Regions from separate parts of the Mus musculus genome. Here region 2 is linked to region 1. Evidence: chromatin contacts called from public Micro-C data. All regions are on one chromosome and are shown on one strand. The core of a region is the stretch at or near the end of the contact, and the rest is flanking DNA. Distances in the headings are between cores, read along the strand shown.

What was found. Hi-C and Micro-C count contacts between places; a contact is called where the count stands out from the background.
Region 2: a contact with region 1 is called in a Micro-C map of granulosa cells, with 2.0 times the contacts expected there. The contact joins the enhancer-like site here to the promoter of Prss56 in region 1. A contact is called at or near these places in 3 of 39 promoter capture datasets (embryonic stem cells, macrophages and stem cell-derived epiblast-like cells), 3 of 15 datasets of contacts at CTCF or cohesin (all in embryonic stem cells), 18 of 484 Hi-C or Micro-C datasets (cardiomyocytes, embryonic stem cells, granulosa cells and 3 more), 6 of 115 datasets of contacts at active chromatin or transcription factors (all in embryonic stem cells) and 1 of 9 other capture datasets (adipose tissue).

The regions. Positions count from the first base shown.
Region 1 is chr1:87,179,311-87,186,461 of GRCm38.p6, forward strand. It overlaps Prss56 (protease, serine 56), which reads left to right and starts at 4,004. Exons shown (of 13, transcript NM_027084.2): 1 at 4,004-4,288; 2 at 4,845-4,952; 3 at 5,293-5,346; 4 at 5,443-5,632; 5 at 6,014-6,113; 6 at 6,200-6,359; 7 at 6,584-6,726; 8 at 6,961-7,123. The coding sequence starts at 4,183.
Region 2 is chr1:87,289,848-87,296,998 of GRCm38.p6, forward strand. All of the region lies in intron 2 of Efhd1 (EF hand domain containing 1), which reads left to right. It overlaps Gm41911 (a long non-coding RNA gene), which reads right to left. Exons shown (of 4, transcript XR_878348.2): 4 at 3,985-4,132. Among named protein-coding and RNA genes, the nearest start is that of Gm41911, 16 kb to the right of the region's middle. Within about 2 kb of position 3,219, at least 43 of the 459 cell types and tissues checked have an H3K27ac peak or open chromatin away from gene starts, as enhancers often do. A contact at or near this core is called in adipose tissue and granulosa cells, where this site is marked.

The DNA of each region.
Region 1 (7,151 bases), core at 2,754-5,253:
TTCCTGGAAATACCCTCATAGACATGCCCATCGATTTGTCTCTAAGGTGGTCCTAGATCCTGTCAAACTGACAGTCAGTATTAGACCATCACAAGGGATAACAGAAAGTCCATATCAGAAATGAAGGTGTTCGGCTACCAAATATAAGAGAAACAAAACTTAAACCATGGTCAGAAAAAGAGAAGAAAGTATATGAGGAGAGATGGCTGATGGGAATGAGAAAGATGAGACATGAGAAGAGGGAATGAGTGGGGAAAGAGGGTGAGGAAGAGGAGAGAAAAGGATTATACAGCTCTGTAACCCTCCCTACTGGGGAGTCTAAAGCTGGAGGACTATAAATCCAGGACAACCTGACTACAGAGTGAGGTCAAAGTAGTGAGACCTTCTCAAAACAAGAGAGAGAGAGAGAGAGAGAGAGAGAGAGAGAGAGAGAATCAGGCATGGGACAAAGTTGTAATCCAGGCATTTTAGAAGGTAGAGGTGAGGATCCTTTGGTTTTAGGGAGTTTGAGGCCAGTCTAGGCTCCTTGAGAACCTGTCTCAGACAGATGGAAAGAAAAAGGGAGAAACAAACCAACAACTAACTAAAAAGAAGGCTAGAGATGTAGCTTGATGAGAAAGTAATTTGTCTGCTGTGGATAAGACTGTAGGTTCAAAACCTAGTAACAAGAAGGAGGGGGAGAGGCATGAAGGAGGGAGGGAGGGAAGGAGGGAGGGAGGGAGGGAGGGAGGGAGGGAGGGAGGGAGGGACAATAGGAGGAAGGCAGGGAAGGAGGAAGGGAGGGAAAGAGGGAGGAGGGGAGGAGAAAAAAGAATTCTGGACGTGAGATGGTTTGTTTTCTTTCAATCAAGTTGAACAATGGCCTATAGAGATCTGGGTGGTGGTCTGGATATGTCTTGTGACTGGTTCAAGTTTGAGGCTAGCCTTGGCAAGAAGGGAAGGGAGAGGTGGGGTCTGCCTAGCCACCCCCACCAAGCCTCTCAACCCATGGGTCTGTAGCAGGCAGCACAGCTTCAGCACCCCACACCCCCAGACAGAACCCCCACCTCCCTGGGTCCCTCCTAAAGCCTAGGGGAACTGGGAAGGTCAGAGTGAGAAGCAAAGCTGACACTCTGAAGGGAACTCATAGCTATGAGGAAGGCCCTCTTCTCAGCCATCCTCTGAAGTCAAGCCACACCCCCTCCCACGGCCACCCTCAAGGTCCTTTTTCCTTTTCGGGTTGCCACAGCTCCCTTGCTACCTCCCTGTTCATTCAGTTAAACACCTTTCTCGTGACTCCTGTGAGACCCAGAGCGATGACCCCACCATCCCCTTACAGGAAGACTGCACTGTATTAACTCTGTTAACCTTCCTAACAGGGCCATCCTCCCAGATGACTACACATCCATCCTTGAGAGTCTGGTGCCACATAGCACCTACTGGGTGCTTAAAACAGACCCTCAGCCACATTTCTGAGAGCAGGGGCTCAGGAGAGCCCTGGCTGCTGCCAGGAACCTGTCCCCTACTTTTCTCCTTCCTCCCTGTGTTTCTGGAAGTCTTGTCATTCTGGAGTCTGCATCCCTTCAATTCCTGCATCCTCTGGCCTCTGTCTCTATGTCACGTTGGACTGAGCAACCAAACTTCTTTACTGTTGCATAGCCCAAATCAAGTCACATTCTGAGGTAAGGGGGTTGAAACTCCAGCATATCTTTTGGGGGGGATGATTTGGGCTCCAACAGGAAGTGACTCACGAAAGCTCACTCAGGAGTACAGTCAGCCTCACGGGCCTGTCTGAGTCACAGCTGAATGGCCTCTCATCCCACAGAGGCTCTGATGTCAGGCTCCTCTCAAATTCCATTGCATCAAACATCGGCTCACAGCCACCCCTGTGCCCATTGGGCCGGCTGATGCTGATGCAGAGATGCTGTCCTCAAAGACAGCCTGGGGGTTTCTTAAGCCATCCTCCTGTTCCTCTCTGCTCCTTCTCCTAAAAGAGCATGGAGATCAAGGGACATGTCACTTGTCTCTTTGTCACTGTGTATTTCCTGGCTGGCTTGAAACTCATTGTATAGACCAGGTTGGCCCCAAACTCACTATGTAGACCAGGTTGGCCCCAAACTCACCAGAATCATCCTGCCTCTGCTGATTTAAGTTTAAGTAGAAGGTAGATGGCTCATGACTGAGCCAGGATCAAATGCGTGAAACACTTCACAGTGAGGAGACTGTGGTGCAGTGAGTAACGGATCCTCTGTGACTATGTGGAGGCCTAAGTGAGGGAGGGAAGGGAGGGAGGGGGACACCCCCCCCCCTGCACACACACACACACAGAGCTCATCCAGAGCATACCTATAAAGAGGCTACATCATTGGATTCTGGGGGAGGGGGCATTGTGTCCCCTTTCACTCCTCCCATCCCTCCCACACCCCCAACCCTTCTTCCTCACCTGAACTCACAGATACCTCCTGAGAACCCACTAAGGCTTTCTAGATATATTGAAGAAACCCCCAAGGTTCCCTGCCACACCCCGTCTCTCTTCCTCCTTTCAAAGTGGAAGTACAGAGCCCAAGGGCTTGTCTCTGCCTTTGGGAGGGGTGAAGGAGACCTACGGCCCTCCATTAGGCTCCATTGAGACTCTTAAAACAAAAAGACCACCTTACCCCTGGGAATTAAAATTGCCCAGGAATCTGATCCTGGGGGAAAAGAAAGATTGCTCTGATGCCAGCCAAAGGAAGAGATTCCACATGCTCCCAACAACTTGTAGGATCCCAGGAGTCGAGACAAGGATGGGGTGGGGTGGGGTGGGGGTCTTCTCAACTTGTAGGAGCCAGATCTGAAACAGTGTGCTTTTCCATGCCCTGCCCTTTGCTGTGTGGGTGAGAGAAGGGTCTACTCCCTTCCTGCCATCAGACTGGACTCAAAGCCTGACACATGCCAAGAAGGCAGAGTGAGGACAGACAGTTCTATGCTGGCCACTCCGGCCTGGCCAGGCTTCAGCAGGCATACAGGAGCCATACCTCTCTGCTAGAAACTTGGAGAGCACATAGGATTTACCTATGATATGCAGAGATAACTCCAATCCCTAGTGTCATTGAATTGACACAACAATCTATACCTACCGTTCTCTCTACCTTCCTGGTGGTGGGAGACAGGCTACGTGCTGTGATAAGCAGTCCCTTTGAAGAGAACACATCCCCTAGCCACAGTGTGTCCCAATTCCTGTACTTAAACCCTTAACCAACATGTCCCTGCTGCCAGCACAAATCAAGGTGCCAAGGGTAGTTTTGTTTTGTTTGTACCCAAAGGCTCGGCCCTACCCCAGGTGGTGACTGGATATCAGGACAGTTGCCTGTTTATGACCTTCTCTCAAGAGTCCCTCCTGCCAGATCAGGGTCACAGCAACTGAAAACAAAGCTGGACACACTGAGTGGGCAGGGACAGGGGTCCTGCTGGATCCTGCGCTCCCCAAACTGGGCCACAGTGGGGCCTTTCATCTCCCGCTTGCTTTTGCCTCTTCCCACCCCGCTACCCCAGTGCAGCAATTATGGCGCAAATTAGAATGCTTTGATCATCTTTAGAAAGGGCCACACGGAGGAGGGACACTGCCAAGCAATTAGGGGCAGAGGGGCTGGAAGTTCAATGGCTTGCTTAGGGGGTGAGACTGCCCAGGACACCCACCCCTATCCCTAGCTCTCCTCCCTCCAAAAGTGCCTGTCCCAGCAGAGCAGTGGACTCCCCAGGGTGGCAGAAACAGATGGGGATCCCCCCTCCCAGCCCCTGCCCACCAGTCTCCCTCTGCCTGGCCCCCAGCCCAACGGTCAGTTCTCCAGCCCCATCTCAGCCCCTTTGAAGCAACCGCAGGAACAAGGGCCGCTTTCACAGAAGTGGGGAGACGCAGAGTGGGACGATGAGACTTCAAAGGTGAGGGTCCAGCCCACTACCTCATTCCCTCCCCCAGTCCTGGCTGCCCTCCCACGCACACACACCCCTCTGTCCTCTATATAGCTCCAGGGCATCGTTTCCCTGAGGGCTCCCAGGAGGTGAGGGCCAGGTGAGGTGCGGACCATTAGAAGTGAGTAGTTTAGTGTAAGACAACGGGATCAGATGGTTTGAGGGACACAAAGTCTGTGGGCAGGAAGAATCACAGGAGAGGGTAGAGTCCAGGAATAAAGAGGACAGGGTCTCCCGCCTTGGCCCCAGGTCACCATGCCGCTGGCTATGTTGTTGCTGCTGCTGCTGCTACTGTCCCCAGACTCCCAAACTGCCCATGGGCATCCACTGTACACGCGCCTGTCCCCCGGCGCCCTGCAAGGTGAGCCGGGCTGGTCCGAGGGAACCACGGGAGGTGGGAGGGGCATAGGGAAAGTGAGGTCAAGGGAGGACAAGGGAAATGAGCTTATCTCTCACACTTAGGAGGGCCTGTGGTCCTTCTGCCCACCTTCTGCTGGAAGGAGGAGCCTGGAACTGGGATATAGGAAGGGAGGGTAGACAGCCTCACCCAGGAAGCAGAGACAGCAACACTGCCAAGGGGTTCCAGAGATAACGGTGTTAGAAGACCCGGGGCAGCATGCCTTGGGCCCAAAGATGGATACCTTAACCATATTACCTGGATGTCGGTGGGCAGTGGTTTTCCTCTGAAATCTTTAAGAAAGGAGCTTTTCAGAGATTCCTTCCCAATTGTAGCACCATCTGCCCTGAGGGCTGGCCCTTGGGGCCTGACCTCTCTCCCCATCTCTACATCCCTGGTAGTCTAAGAGTTCACCACGCTTCTCTGGGACTCCCCAGACAAGGTTCAGGAAGACTTAGACTGAGTGGGGCTCTCTGCCAAGGGAATGTGACTTTGTGTCCCATGTCCCTCCCCCTCCCAGTTTTATCTGCCCAGGGGACTCAGGCATTGCAGGCTGCCCAGAGGAGTGCCCAGTGGGCCATAAAGCGCGTGTTGATGGAGATCCAGCACAGACTACATGAATGCCAAGGTTGTACCAGAAGTGCTACCCCACCCAGCAGACTCACATTGGTACAGGGGACTCCTCCTTTTGTCCATGTCCAGCCCTTATTTTTAGGTTCCATCGTCCTTGGGGTCAGATTCTTTTTGAAGGTCCAAGTGGAAGGGGTATGCCAAACTTGAGACACAGCAGGGAGGAGGGGAGAGTGTGGGCTCAGGTGGTCACAGTTCATGGCTGCTCAAATAGTTCCATGTGCTAGAAGGCGGGCCAAGTGGAGAGTGGTTGAAAGATGAGGCCCAGCCCCCCCCCCCAATAAAGCGAAAGATCCGCAAGAGGGCGCAGCGAGGCTCAAAGGATTGTTTCTCAGTAGGACCTGGACGCCCTAGACCTCAAGCCCCCCTCCTCCAGGACCCACCGGAGCCAGGTGAAACTAAAAGACTCCAAGGGCTGAAAGCGAGGTGGGCCTCAACGTGAAGATAACTAAAACTTTTGCTTCATGACGCCGTTTCTGCCATTCTAGTACAATGTGGAGAAAGACATCAAGGCGTTGCCAACACGACCCGGGCTCACGGCCGCATAGTCGGTGGCAGCACGGCTCCCTCGGGGGCCTGGCCTTGGCTAGTGAGGCTGCAACTTGGAGGGTTGCCTCTGTGCGGGGGTGTCCTGGTAGCAGCATCCTGGGTGCTCACGGCTGCACATTGCTTCGCCGGGTACGTCGTCGAGATTCCAGGCACCTGCTCAGCAGGGCCACCCAATCCGATGGGAGTCTAAGCACCCATGGGCCAAAGCAGAGCAGAGCAGGTCTCTGCTGCCCCCTAGCGGAAGCTAGCTCCCAACCTCGGGCCTTAAAATGCCGGTTGCGGGTGGGGGTGGGGGTGGGGGTGAGGGATCCCAGGGTAGGAGAACATCACACTGAATTTTCCCACTGCAGGGAATCTGCACCTTCCCGGTCTCCCTCTCTTTCCCTTGGGTCACAACAGCCACACTTACAGGCTCACTGGATGGTGTGGGTGCATGAGGGTCTGGGCCTCTGAGGGGGCCTCACGCCACCCTCTGTCCCTGATTGGTGTCACCCACTACTTGCGCTGCAGTGCCTCGAATGAGCTTCTGTGGACTGTGATGCTCGCCGAGGGGCCTCAGGGGGAGCAAGCGGAAGAAGTGCAGGTGAACCGCATCTTGCCCCACCCTAAGGTGAGAAGACACGCCCTGAGTCCTCAGAGCTGGGAATAGCATCCCAAACCCTCTTCCTTGACCTTGAACCGCCACCTGCTCTCTAGTTTGACCCGCAGACTTTTCACAATGACCTGGCCTTGGTACAGTTGTGGACGCCTGTGAGCCCAGAGGGGCCTGCGCGCCCCATTTGCCTTCCCCAGGGTTCTCGGGAGCCTCCTGCCGGCACCCCCTGCGCCATTGCAGGCTGGGGGGCTCTCTTCGAAGGTATTGCCAGTTAGGGCCTGGATAAGCTAGCTGCAAGGGGTAGTGAAGAACCAATGGGGGCGGGGCTAGGGGTGGTGGAAGTAAGCTGAAGAGGTGGGGTTTGGAGAGACTAGAATGATGCTCCATCGCATAAACCACGAGGAATTAAAGAGGGCAAGTGAGAGGGGATCTCGAGGCGCAGCCTCTGCCTTCCAAACCCAGACCCCTTACATTCTTTCCTGTAGACGGGCCTGAGTCTGAGGCAGTGAGGGAGGCCCGCGTTCCGCTGCTCAGTGCAGACACCTGTCAAAAGGTCCTGGGGCCTGGGCTGCGGCCCAGCACCATGCTCTGCGCTGGTTACCTGGCAGGGGGCATCGACTCATGCCAGGTATGAGCTAAAACTGACAGGGGGCCCTGGGTGCGTCTCTCCCCTTGGCAAGATAACCCTGTTCTCTCTGGGTCTAGCTGAAAGCTCCTACCTACCGCTAAATCTTCCTAAATAAAATGGAAACAAGTAGTAATCACAGACGCAGCCAGAGCCAATCCTTCCCTACCAGGTACTAGGCAGATATAATTCGATCGATTGTGAATGCATTGCTCTCTGTTGGCTCTGGTCCCTTAGGGTGACTCCGGGGGCCCTTTAACCTGTTCCGAGCCCGGCCCGCGCCCCAGAGAGGTCCTCTTTGGAGTCACTTCTTGGGGAGATGGCTGTGGGGAACCAGGGAAGCCTGGGGTCTACACCCGTGTGACCGTGTTCAAAGACTGGCTGCAGGAGCAGATGAGCGGTGAGCATCCCCTAGCTAATGGTACCTC
Region 2 (7,151 bases), core at 1,969-4,468, 110 kb after region 1:
CTTTCATGATAGTTTATGTCTGTAATCCAAGTATATTAAGGCTGGGGCAGGTGGATTGCTATGGGCCACTGTGCCTAAATTCTTACTTTTTGTGTGTGTGTGTACAGGGGTTTTATTGGAAGGCTTCAGGATGTTTCAGTCATGGTGTCATATAACTTGGATGGTAGCACTGGACCATCTTCTGTTGTCCTGTTGTATGTTCTGACTCAGCTGAGCCCTTGGGATCAAGAGCAGTACTACTAACCACTGAGCCATCTCTTCAGCATGCTTTCTCTTGTTTTATTCAAGGGCCACCCATAGGTGACCCAACTGAATCTAAGCTACTTGGTTATCTTTTGGTTAGCTTCCACTGTGACCTTTTCTCACACAAGTGGACATCCAAGGCTTGGAGACCTCCAAAGCAGTTTTGTCAGTTCTTGGCCCCTTTAAGAGGTTCCAGTGACATTGACATCAGTCCTTTGTGAGCTCCAAGCCTTGTCTTGGTCCCGTTTCTAGGTTATCCCAGGTATGTGGGCTTGGATGTATAAAGACATGTGGCCATCTAGACCTCACAGGCCACACCTTTATGTTGCTGCATCCACCCATGGCCACCTGGGCTTGCAGTCAGATCTCAAGCTGACAGAGCAGTGCTGTGCCCACTTGAGCAAGTTCTTCCTTTCTGGAGACAGAAGAGTCTCTCTCAGGCTGGCTTCAGCTATAGGCTCTCTGCTTTAGCTTTCCAAAGTGCTGGAACTGTAGGCTTGTACCAGCATGCCTAGCCACCCTGGAGTTCTTTCTGTTCTTTTGAGACAGAGTATCATTCTTTTATATATAATAGCCTTGACCTCACTATGTAGCCCAGTCTGGCTTTGAACACAGAGATCTTCCTGTCTTAGCTGGAAATTATAGGCATGTACTACATAGTCTGTTGTTCTCTCTCTCTCTCTCTCTCTCTCTCTCTCTCTCTCTCTCTGTGTGTGTGTGTGTGTGTGTGTGTGTGTGTGTGTGTGTGTGTGTTTGGGGTGGGGAGAGTTAAGATGGATCTTACCAAGACCATCGTTAAAATTTATTTTATGTGTATGAATGTTTTGTCTGTGTGTACGTCTGTGACCTGGGTTCCTGGTACCTTGGAGGCCAGAAGAGAGCATCAGATCTGGAACTGGAGTTATAAATGGTAGTGAGCTGCCATATGGGAGCTGAGAATCAAACCTGGGCCCTCTCTAAGAGCAGCAAATGCTGTTAACTGTGGAAGCTGACGGTTTTACAGAGTGCAGGCTGGCTTGGCTTCTAACTCCCTATGTATCTGAGGATGACCTTGAACTCCTCATGCCCGTGCCCCTCCCTCCTAAGGGCTGGGATTGCAGATACGCACCATCACACCTAGCTTTAGCCCCTGGGCATTCTTTTTTTACTTTTTTTTTTTTTTACCTTATTTATTGTATAGGACATATATACATCCATGCATGTGTGGAGGTCAGAGGGTGACTTAGATGTCCTCCTGTGTCAGTCCAGGGCTTGAACTCTGGCTGTCCATCTTGGCAGCAGGCATCTCTACCTTTTGAGCCATCTTGTCAGCCAGGGGTTCTTGACACATCCTTTGCCTCCTTTGTCCTACTGAGAAATTTTATTTCTGCCATTTACAAATGAAGAGCTCTAACACAGTGGTGTGTGGACACCTCTAGCCACAGTTGTGAAGTTAAGAATCCCTTCCCTCGGGACGAGCGAGCATCTCGGGGCCTGTGGGGGAATAAGCTTCTGAGCTCCCCCCCACCCTCTGTCTTTGTTCTCTACCTCTCCTTCCCTCCCAGTCCCCAGAGTCACAGCTCGGACCTTTTCCAACTCGACACCATGCCAGTCTTTGTGGACTATAAATAGGAAAACAAATAAGGTTGTCGGGCAGTAAGGGACTATAATGGGTGAACCGGGAGTGCCTGGTATACTGGATGTACTTGGGTTGAACTGGTCTGTCTGTCTTTCTTTCTGTCTTTCTGTCTTTCTTTCTGTCTTTCTGTCTGTCTTTCTGTCTTTCTTTCTTTCTTTCCTTTCTTTCTTTCTTTCCTTTCTTTCTTTCTTCCTCCCTCCCTCCCTCCCTCCCTTCCTTGTTTCCTTCCTTCCTTCCCTTTTCCTCCTCTTCCTCCTCCTTCTTTAGCTGGCTGGCTGGGGTTGGGAGACCCCTGAGTTATGATGGGGATGCCGTTGGTCATCTGTTGAACTGACAGAGCAAGCTTGTATAGCCTTGGACCTCAGAACAAACATTGCCAGGAGAGAGCAGAGGGGATTCGCTAATGGTTCAGGCACACCAGGACCTTCTATGACTGTGAACACTGTCATCTCCACCTACACCTATTTAAAATTATGTTGTACTTATTTATTTTGCATGGAGGGAAGGGGTACACCTATGAAGGTCAGAGGTTAACTCCCATCACATGGACCCTGGGGGATCAAACTCAGGCTGTCAGGCTTGATGACAAACACTCTGAACCATCCCGTTAGCCAGCCCTCCTCTTTAGAGGTCAGGAAGAGGTCTTGAGGAATGGAGAGCCCCTGGATGCTCAGCTGGAGCAACACTCCCTCTTTTCTGAGTGGGCTCCTGGGGCCCCTCAGAAGTGTTACTGTGGAAGGCAGCTCCTCGTGGGGACTTCTGGTAGATGACGTGCTTTAAGGGTGGCTACATGTTCAGCCTGGTTTCTTTTGCGATAACAGAATGTCCCAGTCCCAGCCTGGATAGTTTAGAAAGGAAAGAAGTTTGTCTTGGCCTGGGAGTTCAAGGGCAAGGCCTCTGCAAAGCTCTGCAGGCTACGTGCTTGTTGAGCTCAGGGTGGAAAGCACAGGGTAAGGGCGGACGTGAGAGCCTCACGATGAGAGAAGAACAGGAGACAACGAAACTCCCTTCATAACACGCAACCCTTGAAAAAACATCCTCCCCCTCAGTGGCCTATTTGCCTTCTTAAAGCAGCCAACCACCACGTTTTTACTAAGGACCAAGCATCATAGGAGCCAGGTACCGAGCGGCAGGCATTCCCTGCATCCCACAGCCCCCATCTGCAATGCTGAAGTCTCTACCGCACCCCACATCTTTCACAAGAGAAGAGAGAACCAAGAGAAATGCAGCAGCCACCAGTGTCCCTACCCTCCTGGCCTCTGTCCTGTTGCTGGGGGCCTGGTTTCTTTTGACCTACTTGCTTTCAACCAATGTGCTAGCTCTCTAAGAACTGCTGCAAACTGAGTCTTTGCCGGCCTCTAGTGAGAGAGTTGGAAGCTGCAGGTGGGAGACCGGAGTATTCCTTTTAATCCAGACAGCTCCAGGGACCTCAGAGAAGCCACAAGACCCTGCACACATCACTCCATCTCTTTGATTAGTCCCTCCCACCCCCAAACTCCCCACTGTCCAAGGCAGAGCGAGGTCTGAGTAAGAAGCAGAAAGCAGGGCATTCCAGCCTTGGGAGCTAAGACCCTGCAGTTGGGATTTGGGAAGCCTGTTAAAGTGGTGCCTGTCTGTCTAACACTCTTCTTTTTTTTTTTTTTTTTTTTTTTCTTTCTTATTTTGGTTTTTCGAGACAGGATTTCTCTGTGTAGTCCTGGCTGTCCTGGAACTCACTCTGTAGACCAGGCTGGCCTCGAACTCAGAAATCCGCCTGCCTCTTCCTCCCAAGTGCTGGGATCAAAGGAGTGCACCACCACTGTCCGGCACATTCTTCCTATGTATGTGCTTTTGGTGCCACCTGAAAACCTGGAGAAACCTCTTCTGGTGGTTTGGTCCATCTGTTTATAAGTGGGGAATGGTGGTGTTTATAGAAACTGCACAATGCTCTTTAGGCCAATAAATTTGTAATTTTTTTTTAAAAACTTTTTTTTAAAAAAAGATTTATTCATTCATTTCATGTATGTGAATACACTGTACTATCTTCAGACACGTCAGAAGAGGGCATCGGGTCCTTATTACAGATGGTTGTGAGCCCCCATGTGGTTGCTGGTAATTGAAGTCAGGACCTCTGGAAGAGCAATCTTCAATGCTGAGCCATCTCTCCGGCCCAAATTTGTAATTTAAAAAAATGTGTCCATTTTGTGTGTATAAAAGTCTTGCCTCCATTTATGTCTGCATACCACATGCATGCCCGGTGCTCACAGAGGCCAGAAGACTGTGATGGATCCCCTAGAAGTAGAGGTAGGGATGGTTGTGAGCCACGGTGTGGATGCTGGGGAGGAATCCGAGTCCCCTGCAAGTGCCCTTAACCACAGATCCATCCCTCCATTGCCCCGTCCCCCCAGCTTGTAGGCTTTTGTGGGGCAAACCCTGACAATCTGTCAATTCTCTGGGACCCACATGGTAGAAGAGAACCAACAGAGTTGTCCTCTGACCTCCATACACACACCATGGCATGCACGTATACAAGGTGAATAATTAATTCATAGGGTGTTTTGTTTTGTTTCACACCATAGCCAACACTGGCCTGAAGCTGTTGGCAATCTTCCTACCTCAGCCTTCTGATGCTGATGTTACCTGTGAGCCACCATGCTAGCTTTATAAAAATTACAGAGAAGGGAACCAAGTAACTGGAAAGTAACCCTGGGAGAGGAGGCTAGGAGAGGGGGGACTGCAATTTAAGAATTTATTCTGCAGAGGCCCTAACACAGCTGCCCTCAAAGACTACTTCGTTTAGGTTACACATTTTGAATGTGGAAGAAGAAGTGTGTTACACAATAAATGTGGGGCTTACTGAGTAACTATTTGGAAGAGAAATAAGGTTAATGATTACCCTACCAATAGAACAGAATACATTTCAGAGATTAAATATTTACGTGGTATTTCTTGTAAAGCTATAAAAATGCTAGACAGAAACAAACCTGACTGTTTATGTAACCTTGATGTTGGGGGACATTTTTCTAAGGCCGTCTCTCTGGTAAGAGGAAAGAAAGATTTGACAGACTTTATGTAAAAATGTCTGGAGTCAAAAGATACCATACAGAAGCCAAGAATTCGTGGCACACAGTGGTAGTCTCAACTCGTTCCAGAGACCAACACAGGAGCATCAACTGAGACCAGCGACATAGCAAGACCCTCCCGTCTCAAAAGTTAATAAACAGAGCCAGTGGGGTGTCAAACATCTTTAATGCTAGCACTCAGGAGTCCGAGATAGGTAGATCTCTGTGAGTTTGAGGCCAGCCTAGTTTACAGAGTGGGTTCCAGGACAGCCAGAACACTGAGGAACAAGAAACAAAAATAATAAACAGGGTCGATGAGGCAGCTCAGTGTATAAAGACAGTTGATGTAAAGCCTGCCCGGGTGAGTTTGATCCCAGGGGCCCACAGGGCAGAAGGAGAGAACTGAGTCTGCAAGCTGCCCTCTGACCTCCACATGTGTGTTCTGGCATGTGTGCAAACCAACAAAACAGCCACAGCCCCAGCACACTCAAATGACACGCAGCAGAGCTAACCTGTTTGAAACTTACTAAGGCCTACAAAGATCTCTTAGTAAACCACAAGAAAGGTAAGCAGTCTTATGTGGATACAGAACACATGAGAAAAAAATAGAAATGGCTAAGAGATATGAAAAAGGGGGGCCAGGGGTGGGGGGCAGTGAGATGGCTCAGTGTGTAAAGGACAAACCTGACAGCCTGAGTCTAATCTCAGGGACTCACATGAAGAAAAGAATCAACTTTACAGCCGGGTGTGGTGGCACACGCCTTTAATCCCAGCACTCTGGAGGCAGAGGCGGGCGGATTTCTGAGTTCGAGGCCAGCCTGGTCTACAAAGTGAGTTCCAGGACAGCCAGGGCTACACAGAGAAACACTGTCTCGAAAAACCAAAAAAAAAAAAAAAAAAAATCAACTTTACAGTTGTCCTCTGACCACCACATGTGTGCCATGGTACACATACACACACACACACACACACACACACACACACACACATACTGCTATCGTACACATATACATATATACACATACACACACAAACACACACACGCACAAAGTAAATAAATAAATTTTTCATGTAAAAACTTAGGTTGGGGCTGGTAAAAGTCTATAATCCCAGCACTTGGGAGGCAGAAGCAGGTGGATCTTTGTGAGCTCAAGACTCAAGACCAATTTACACACCCCTAAAAGACCATAAATGTACTTATAAACAAATATAATTAAAATATAATTAAATTATTTACTTAAAAAATAGTGTATCAGGGTTGGGGAAATAGTTGAATATAACAGTGGTTCTCAACCTGGGGGGTCGCAACACCTTGCGGGGTCACATATCAGTATCTTGTATATCAGGTGTTTACATTACAGTCCACAACAGTAGCAAAATTACAGTTATGAAGTAGCAAGGAGGATAATTTTATGGTTGGGGGTCACCACCGCATGAGGACCTATATCAACGGGTCGCAGCGTTAGGAAAGTTGAGAGTGGCTGGGATTGAGGCTCTAGCTGTCCTAGCTGTTTAATCCCCAGAACACACGTAGAAAGCTGGGTGTGTTAGCACATGCCTACGGGGAGCTGGGAGTCAGAGCCAGGAAAGCACGTGGGGAGGTGGAGGGCCAGGTAGCCTTGAGCAGACAGTAGCAACAGAAATAAGACAGACCCTGCCTCAGTGAGGTGGAAGGGCAAGAGCTGAGGCCAGAAAAGAAAGAAAGAGTTGCCCTCTGCCCTCCACACGTGCTGTGGAATGTGCACGCCTATACTCACAGACCCAATAAATAAATAATTGCACTAATTAATTAATTAATTAACTAATGTGAGGTAGACATATGCCTTCAATCCCAGCATTTTGGAGACAGAGACAGGAGACAGAGACAGGCAGGTGGATTTTTTAACTTCAAGGCCTTTCTGGTCTATATAGCCAGGTCTATCTAGCCCAGCCAAGGCTACACAGTGAGACCTTGTCTCAAAGAAATAAATACAAGCAAATAAGTACATGTTAGATTATAAGCCTACCCCATTATATCTAGCATATGCAGTACTTTCTTGGGATTGAACCCAGGACTTTCTACCAACCAGGCTACTCTGCAACCCTACTGTGTGGATTTTTTGAGGGCTAGATTTCCAACAGTGGCATTAATGGATGGAGGAGAGGATTTATATTTAATTCAATGAATTTATTTGGTGTTGGGGATTGGACTCAGGCCCTTACACATAGTAAGCATGTGCCGTCCCACCTTAACTCCATGTTTTTGGTTG